Regions from separate parts of the Mus musculus genome. Here region 1 is linked to region 2. A link is a contact called in public HiChIP or PLAC-seq data. All regions are on one chromosome and are shown on one strand. Each heading gives the region's core, a stretch centred on a gene start, on an enhancer-like site or on the middle of the called end of the contact. The rest is flanking DNA. Distances are from core to core; before and after follow the strand shown. Region 1 overlaps Hsph1 (heat shock 105kDa/110kDa protein 1). Region 2 holds the start of Ubl3 (ubiquitin-like 3).

The links. HiChIP or PLAC-seq counts read pairs in DNA pulled down with a chosen protein or histone mark.
Region 1: a contact with region 2 is called in an H3K4me3 HiChIP or PLAC-seq map of bone marrow-derived macrophages, with 4 times the contacts expected there. The contact joins the enhancer-like site here to the promoter of Ubl3 in region 2. A contact is called at or near these places in 1 of 39 promoter capture datasets (hippocampal neurons), 1 of 484 Hi-C or Micro-C datasets (the G1E-ER4 cell line), 4 of 115 datasets of contacts at active chromatin or transcription factors (the SCID.adh cell line, bone marrow-derived macrophages, embryonic forebrain and 1 more) and 1 of 9 other capture datasets (liver).

What each region holds. Positions count from the first base shown.
Region 1 is chr5:149,616,546-149,619,926 of GRCm38.p6, forward strand. It overlaps Hsph1 (heat shock 105kDa/110kDa protein 1), which reads right to left. Exons shown (of 18, transcript NM_013559.2): 14 at 3,332-3,381; 15 at 2,416-2,523; 16 at 2,201-2,320; 17 at 1,842-2,003; 18 at 300-1,165. The coding sequence ends at 962. Among named protein-coding and RNA genes, the nearest start is that of Hsph1, 18 kb to the right of the region's middle. Within about 2 kb of position 1,431, at least 35 of the 459 cell types and tissues checked have an H3K27ac peak or open chromatin away from gene starts, as enhancers often do. A contact at or near this core is called in bone marrow-derived macrophages, where this site is marked.
Region 2 is chr5:148,550,903-148,554,319 of GRCm38.p6, forward strand. It overlaps Ubl3 (ubiquitin-like 3), which reads right to left and starts at 1,886. Exons shown (of 5, transcript NM_011908.2): 1 at 1,051-1,886. The coding sequence starts at 1,077.

The sequences.
Region 1 (3,381 bases), core at 181-2,680, 1.1 Mb after region 2:
ACACAAATATTTTAAATTGACTTCAGAACAGAATTCACCAAAGCTCTCAATTTGTAATACTGGACAACACTTACAGGTTAACTTCTGGTTTTTGGCTGTAGGGCACTATAGTCTAGAACACTAGCAGACCCACCCAAAAAGCCAGTCACCAGAGGACAAGGACCAGGATGGCGATAGGTCCCAGCAGGGCTTTTCCAGGGTGGGACTTTGTGCTCAGGTTTGTCAATGTGGAGAGCAGGCACTATTCTCTACGATGGACTCCTTTTCCCAATGCCGATCGGAGACAAAGCCAACAGCTTAGAAATGACACCACAGGGTGGACTTTATTTTAAAGCTCACGAGGTGTTCACAATGATCACATGATCCACACGTGTGTCTCCCGTGTCACACCTCCACGGGACAATGCACTGTGTGGTGATAGTTCACAGCCCTGCTTCGCATGCTGCTACGGTTCACTAGCTCTGTTGTACTCTTGACTTGGTAATAATGAAAGCAAAATCACTCTACTGGACAGACTTAATTTTTGAAAGCCCTTATGCAAATCAGACTTAGTCTCATTTATAAACAACCACAGCCACACACATGCGGAAATGAAGAGCAAAATGCAAAACAAAACAAAACCCTTGGCAAGAATAACTGCTTAAGATTCTGATCCCAGCGTGTGACCAAGCAGTGTAGTTCATATCCTCAGAAGACGACCCCACCTCCTCAGTGTATGAGCAGCAATACTGTACAGAGCTCAGTGTGGGGCACAACTCCACAGGACCCTGACACCAAAGTCATTCTCACTTAGGGTCAGAGACTACACAGATTCAAGCTTTTCCTTTTTTCCCCTCATAATACACAAAATTTCTAGACAGTCTTAAAAAAAAGAAAATATAAATAGACTCAGTCTGTTATACAGGATCACATACTATGGCAAACACATCTCATGAAGTGGGGGAGGGAGCCAGCACAGAGCCTAGTCCAGGTCCATGTTGACAGAGCCCTTCTCATTAGGGTGGCATTCACCATTCTGATGCGGAGCTTCAGCACCAAGATTATTTTTGCCTTCTAAATCTTCTTTCTTGTCAATATTTGGGCCATTTGGAGTTCTCTCCAGTTTAGGTGACTCGATTTTTGGTTTGGGTTGAGTTACAACAGGTTCACAAACATTGTTCAATTCCTAAAAAAACAAAATTAGTTATCATTAAGATAACTGATATCCATCTAGTTCATTCAAGGACTTCCTCACACCCCTGGCCCAGTGCTTTCCTACCTGGTTCTACTCTTCTCAAAGCTGCATCAATCAATCACAATGACTCCTAATCAACTGACTGCCTCCTATGGCTTCTCTGGGACTTGCTAGGTAGCCTTAGATGCTAATGTATCTCTGCTACATAAAACAGGAGTTATGAACTCCACAACAAGGAAGGGACAATGACTCAAGGCTGAGTCACTTCAAGATGACATATCTGTATTTGGAGGCTGGAACTTAAAAGTGGCTGAGAAGGCCCACTTCTCCTTGGTCTTCCTTGTTCGTGTGTACTATTTCAGACGAAAAGCACTCCCTTTGTTTTCTTCTCAGGCCATCCCTGGTCAAATGCCCACCTGCCTGCTCTCCACAACAGTGTTGCTGGTCTCTATCCCACAGCAGGACAGACTGTGCACTCAATGTCTGTTTCCCTCAAAGGACAAACAACTGCTGGCAATATAGGGTTCAAGGACACACTGCCAACCAGGACAGACGTAGCTAGAACAGTTCTAAATGGCAATACTGAATTAAGGCAGGCAGTGCTGGTCCAGGGGAGGCACTGGTGTGCCAAGCTGAGTGAGTGCAGTCGGTAGCTGGCACCACTCACCTTGACCTTCGCTCTGATTTCATGAGTTCGAACAACAGGGTCTTGATCAAGACTTCTTTTAGCCTGAGCATTCATGACATTATTCATCCACTCCATCACCTCATTAACAGACTTCTCAACCTTCTTCATTTCTGATTCATCAATGTGGTTGTATTTCTCATCCTGGATAGAAAATACACAAGACACTCTAGAGAATATTGAGAGCTACATCTATCTACTCAGACCCACTTTCCCTAAGTTCAAGTCTACCATCGTCCCAAACACCGACAGTTCCTCACTAAGCAACATTTATTCAGCAAGGATCCTAGGCCACATGTTGGCTAAGTCAGGTCACTCCCTGGGATGAGAGCATCACCCACCTTGCCTCTGAAGTCCGCTGCAATCTTGGCATAGTGCTGCAGGCGCTGCCCCAGCTCCTCCAACACTTTCGGTCGTTCCTCAGCTTCTTGAAATCTGACTTTAACAGGAGTGCCCATTTTCTAAAACAGAATAGGGTAAATCGCCAGACTTACACTTTAGTAAACACCTATGGCTTGACGTGCAAGCTGAATCATTTAGGGAGAACAGGACTTACCATCAGCTCTTCCAACTTGTCAATGTATGCCTGCTTAGCCTGGTCCTCCCCTTCCTCATACAGCCAGTCTTCCGTCTCTGTTAGAAGCCTCAAGAACTTCTCATGTTCCTTTACAGAAAGGACAACAATTAGTGGCAGTCAGTCTATTTATTTCAGAGGTTCTTACCCCAGGCACGCATTTCCGCAGTGACCCCAGGTAGTTCAGGGGAAGTCACTGGCTTCTCCCTTCACATTAACTACGGTCCTGTGACCTCACTACAGACACTGGGATCATGGTCTTACACAATTTCAGCACAACACTTCTGACTCATAATGCTGTACTCAAGAAACCCAGCTCCAGGTCATCTATACACCCAATGCTTGGGTCACAGAGGGCAACTGTGTCCCCAACTCCAAAGCAATCATCTCAGTTATGGCAGGCACAGGTGGCAACCAAAGCCCAGTGCAGCACAGCCCGGGGGTCGGGTCGGGTCGGGTCGGGCTAGAGGGTCCTAACCCAAGTCTAAGCCACTCCCTACGCCGTACCAGGCTCCAGGCTGCCGTCCAGTCGCCTTCCCACAGTCGTGCTTCTGGATTTACCCAGAGCTTCACATGAGGAAGGAAAGGGACAGTGCTGCGACAGTGCTGCTGAGTGACACTGTAGTGGTGTCACACGGCGAGGCGAGAGAGTAACAGACAGTTGCCTGACAACATCAGCACAGAGGCACAAGGATCCCTATTTCTCTTTATGTCCCCCATGTCACAGACTCCAGAGCAGATGTTTCTGGTCTCCCCCTGGATGGTGACCACTGCTGGAAAGACATGCAGCACTCACGGCAGGTGAGCCTCCCTAGGGTCCTGCTCATTTTATTCTCACCTGACTCCAGTGAGCACAGGCAGAGCGACTACTAAGCCCCGCTAGCAGAGCCAGATGTACCTGCTCACATATGAATTTCTCATATGGTCCACATAGCTTGTCCCTGAACT
Region 2 (3,417 bases), core at 636-3,135:
TGTAATACATACACATTCAAATGTCAACTTGACATAAGTGGGCATGATTACATTAACTTCGATTCTTTCAGAAGGATTATTCATCTCCCAGTTACTTGCATTATGTCTGCCTTCAGGACTGCAAAGTGTCACTTCACGCGCCCACAAACCCACCCCTCAGCACTGTAAGGCTACACAGTAACTGTCAGTCAACACACTCGCAACCCTAACATTTAGAAACCAAAGGAAAAAGCCTCAATAAACAATAGCAGTTTTTGTTTCCAGTTCTCAACGCCCAGTGATCCAGGCTCAATAAACATGCTTAACTGGCTTAAAACAAACAATAGACAAACAAAAACCTAAAATGCAAAACTGTTAATTACTTGGTACCAAGAAACCTTGGAATATCTATATTTTAAAAAGGACGCTTTACGCCATAAACCTAGAATTGAAAAACATTTAAATAGCTCCGGTTGTCATAGCTGTTCGTTCAGCTAGACGTTTCGAAGGGCTCACAGCAAGACTTTTTCCAAAGAGGTGCGCCGCTGCCCCTGAAATGTATCAAGTGTGCACCTACGTCTGAACGATCTTGTCTGTCACTGAGCCAGACAGCCTCTTCCTACCCTAGGTATCCAGCTCGCCGCCCGTCCCCGGCCGTGTCCACACAGCCCTTGACGTTTTCCCGAAGCGTTTAAATCCAAGCCTTGAAAGCCTTCTAGCAATCGGGAAGGAATTTCCTCCGCTTCCACTGCATTTCCCTGCCTCCGGCGACTTAGGAAACACAACCGAACCAGTGACTCCCAGTGGTTTTAAAAAAAAGAAGAAGAAAAAAAGAAAGAAAAAGCTGCAAAACCACACCAAAAACCAGTGCTTCCTAAAAGAAAAGGGGGGAGGGGGGCAGAAGAGCCAACTTCTCCAAAGCCAAGTAGATTGGCTTTTCCAGAAGTGCCCCCCATTTCTCACCCCCGCCGGGCCCCAGAAACCTTCGCCCCGACGCCAGCGTCGTCTTCCGATTAAATAAGATTGGAAACCACACTACAATCCGAACGTCGGAACTTATCGTTCACTTACCATATCCGCCGGGACATGACTGGACATCTTGCCTTTTGAGAGTGGGCCAGAGGTTTACGCAGAAAACAAAACAAAAAGCAAGAGCAGAAGTGCTGGAACTACGGAAAAAATAAAAAAGAACCTTCACAATTCTGATCGGTTTGTGCTGAGCTTTTCCCAAAAATGAAAAAAAAAATAAAAATTAAAAAAAAAAGTAGAAGTTACGTGGGAGCACAAGAGCTTCTGGGGCGAGAGGCGCGAGGGGAGCCGATCGTCAGCAGCAGTAGCAGCTCCAGGACCCGCCGCGCCAGGTGGACAGAGCCGAGTGACACACGGACATGGAGCGGGGTGGGAGGGGGTTAAATGCGCCGTCCTCTTTCCCCGGCCCAGGCGGTGATTCACACGCGCTCGCGACTCAGGTCCTCATTAAAGCCCCGGCGACGAAGTGTACAGATAACTATGTGGCTACACATCGAGCGCCGAGCTGAAAGCGGCCGGGGCCGCCGAGAAGCTCAGCGCGCGCCGCGGGGCCGCACAGCCGGGCTGCGCGCAGCCGCGCTCAAGGGCATCGACCTCGCCAGCCGCCGAGCCGAGCCGAGCCGAACTGGGCCGAGCCGAACCGAGCGCAGCGCCGGGGGGGCTCAGGCCGCGGGCGCCTCAGCGCAGCCGCGCCGGTCGGGCCGCATCGCGTCTGGGCTCCGGCCGCCTCCGCCTCGCTGCCTGCCTTCCGCAGCGTCTTCCGGGGGCTCCTCCCTTAGCTTGGGAACAGCTCCCCCTCAGAGCCCTGACTCTCCGCCTCCTCCTCCACTTCTCAATCCCACACGCCCCGGCCGCCTCCTGTCATCGCCTCAGCCCAACATGGCGGCGGTGGCCCCTGCTGGTGCCCGAGAGCCGACTTGGGAATAGCGCCCCCCACCTCCCCCGCCCCCGTCTGCGCTTGTTCCGTTCGTCACAACGGAGCCCTCTCGGAGCATCATGGGAAATGTAGTTTGTGCAGGTGAGGGGAAGGGGCCTCCGGGGCGTCCTTGCCCGCATCGATGCCACGCCCCCGCATAGCAACAGTTGCTAGGAAAGGATAGCGCCCTTGTCTCGGTTCAGTTTAGAGGCTCTTGCTCTGGAGTCAGTCCCTACCTGTGTCCAGAAATGCCATGATCACGCGGATTGTTGGAGGAAAACAACTTGCACGGAGAAATTCCCTCGCGCACTGTGTAGACACAGTTAAAATAGGACACACCGTGGTGCAGAAGCATGTGTTTTAATCATTGCAAGTTCTCCACATCCTGCAATCTCAAACCATTTTATTGAGTGAGTTAATCTTTAGGTCTCCTCAACATGACAGTTTGAAGATCAGAAACAATCATTGATTTCCAATAAGGCCGTGGAAGTTCAACAGAAACAAGACTCTTGTGAAGCAGAGGCAATGTCTGAACACACGTTTCCTGAAGTCCTAGGGCCATAAAGCTGCAATCCGCTTAATTGAAATGACCAGAAACTATATAGTGGTAGTGGAGACTACATGTAGATTCACCACTTCCCAGCCTAGCCCCTGTTTGACCCGGTGACGTAATTGTATTGTGAATTTAAAACAGCATAATATAATGCCGATGCTAGAATATTTAGGTGAAAAAATAATGTCTACCACGGATCTAGGATCAGAATACAGAAACCACAAGTATTCAGTTGAGCCTTATTCATATCTCAGACCTTTCGGAAGGGCAGTCTCCACACGATACTATTACACCCACCTACAGTTGTGACCTCACCTAAAGGCAGCCTTGCCTACCTTCCAGGGCTAAAGTCTGGGTGCTGTTAAGGATGATTTCATGCATGGCACATACATCGTTTTGTAAATAACAGCACATCTTCTGACGTGAACGGTGGCTACTCATCCTCTTTCTCTCTCGACGCACAGGTGCACCACAGGCTCTGCGGCCACTGAGAGTTCAGACGTGAGCTATGCAGTCCCTGTTGTCTAGGAGCCTGCGTCATTCCCCAGAACCATCTCCCCAGTCACGTGTTCCCTCATCGGACGGGAACTCACGGGACACTTCAGAGGACCTACTTGTCTCTTGAGTGGCGGCCTGGCTGAAGGCATTCCATACACTCCTAGGAGCCTACATCACAGACCCAACTCCCTAAGAATCCAAACGTAGAGGAAAACAGAGGCCCAGGCTCACCCCAATGTGGCTTCCCTATTTCAGCATCTGTGGGTTCCATGGTTTTCTACTCTTAATGTAGTTTCTCTCCGTGTGTGTTTAATAAGCACAGAACCCTTCCCCACCATGAACCCTTCTGGAAATCCAAACAACTGAAGCTTTTCAGTCCACCAACAGATTCTGAAGGAGTACTGCATTACCATTTAAAGATGTTTACCACGTTAATTCCCCA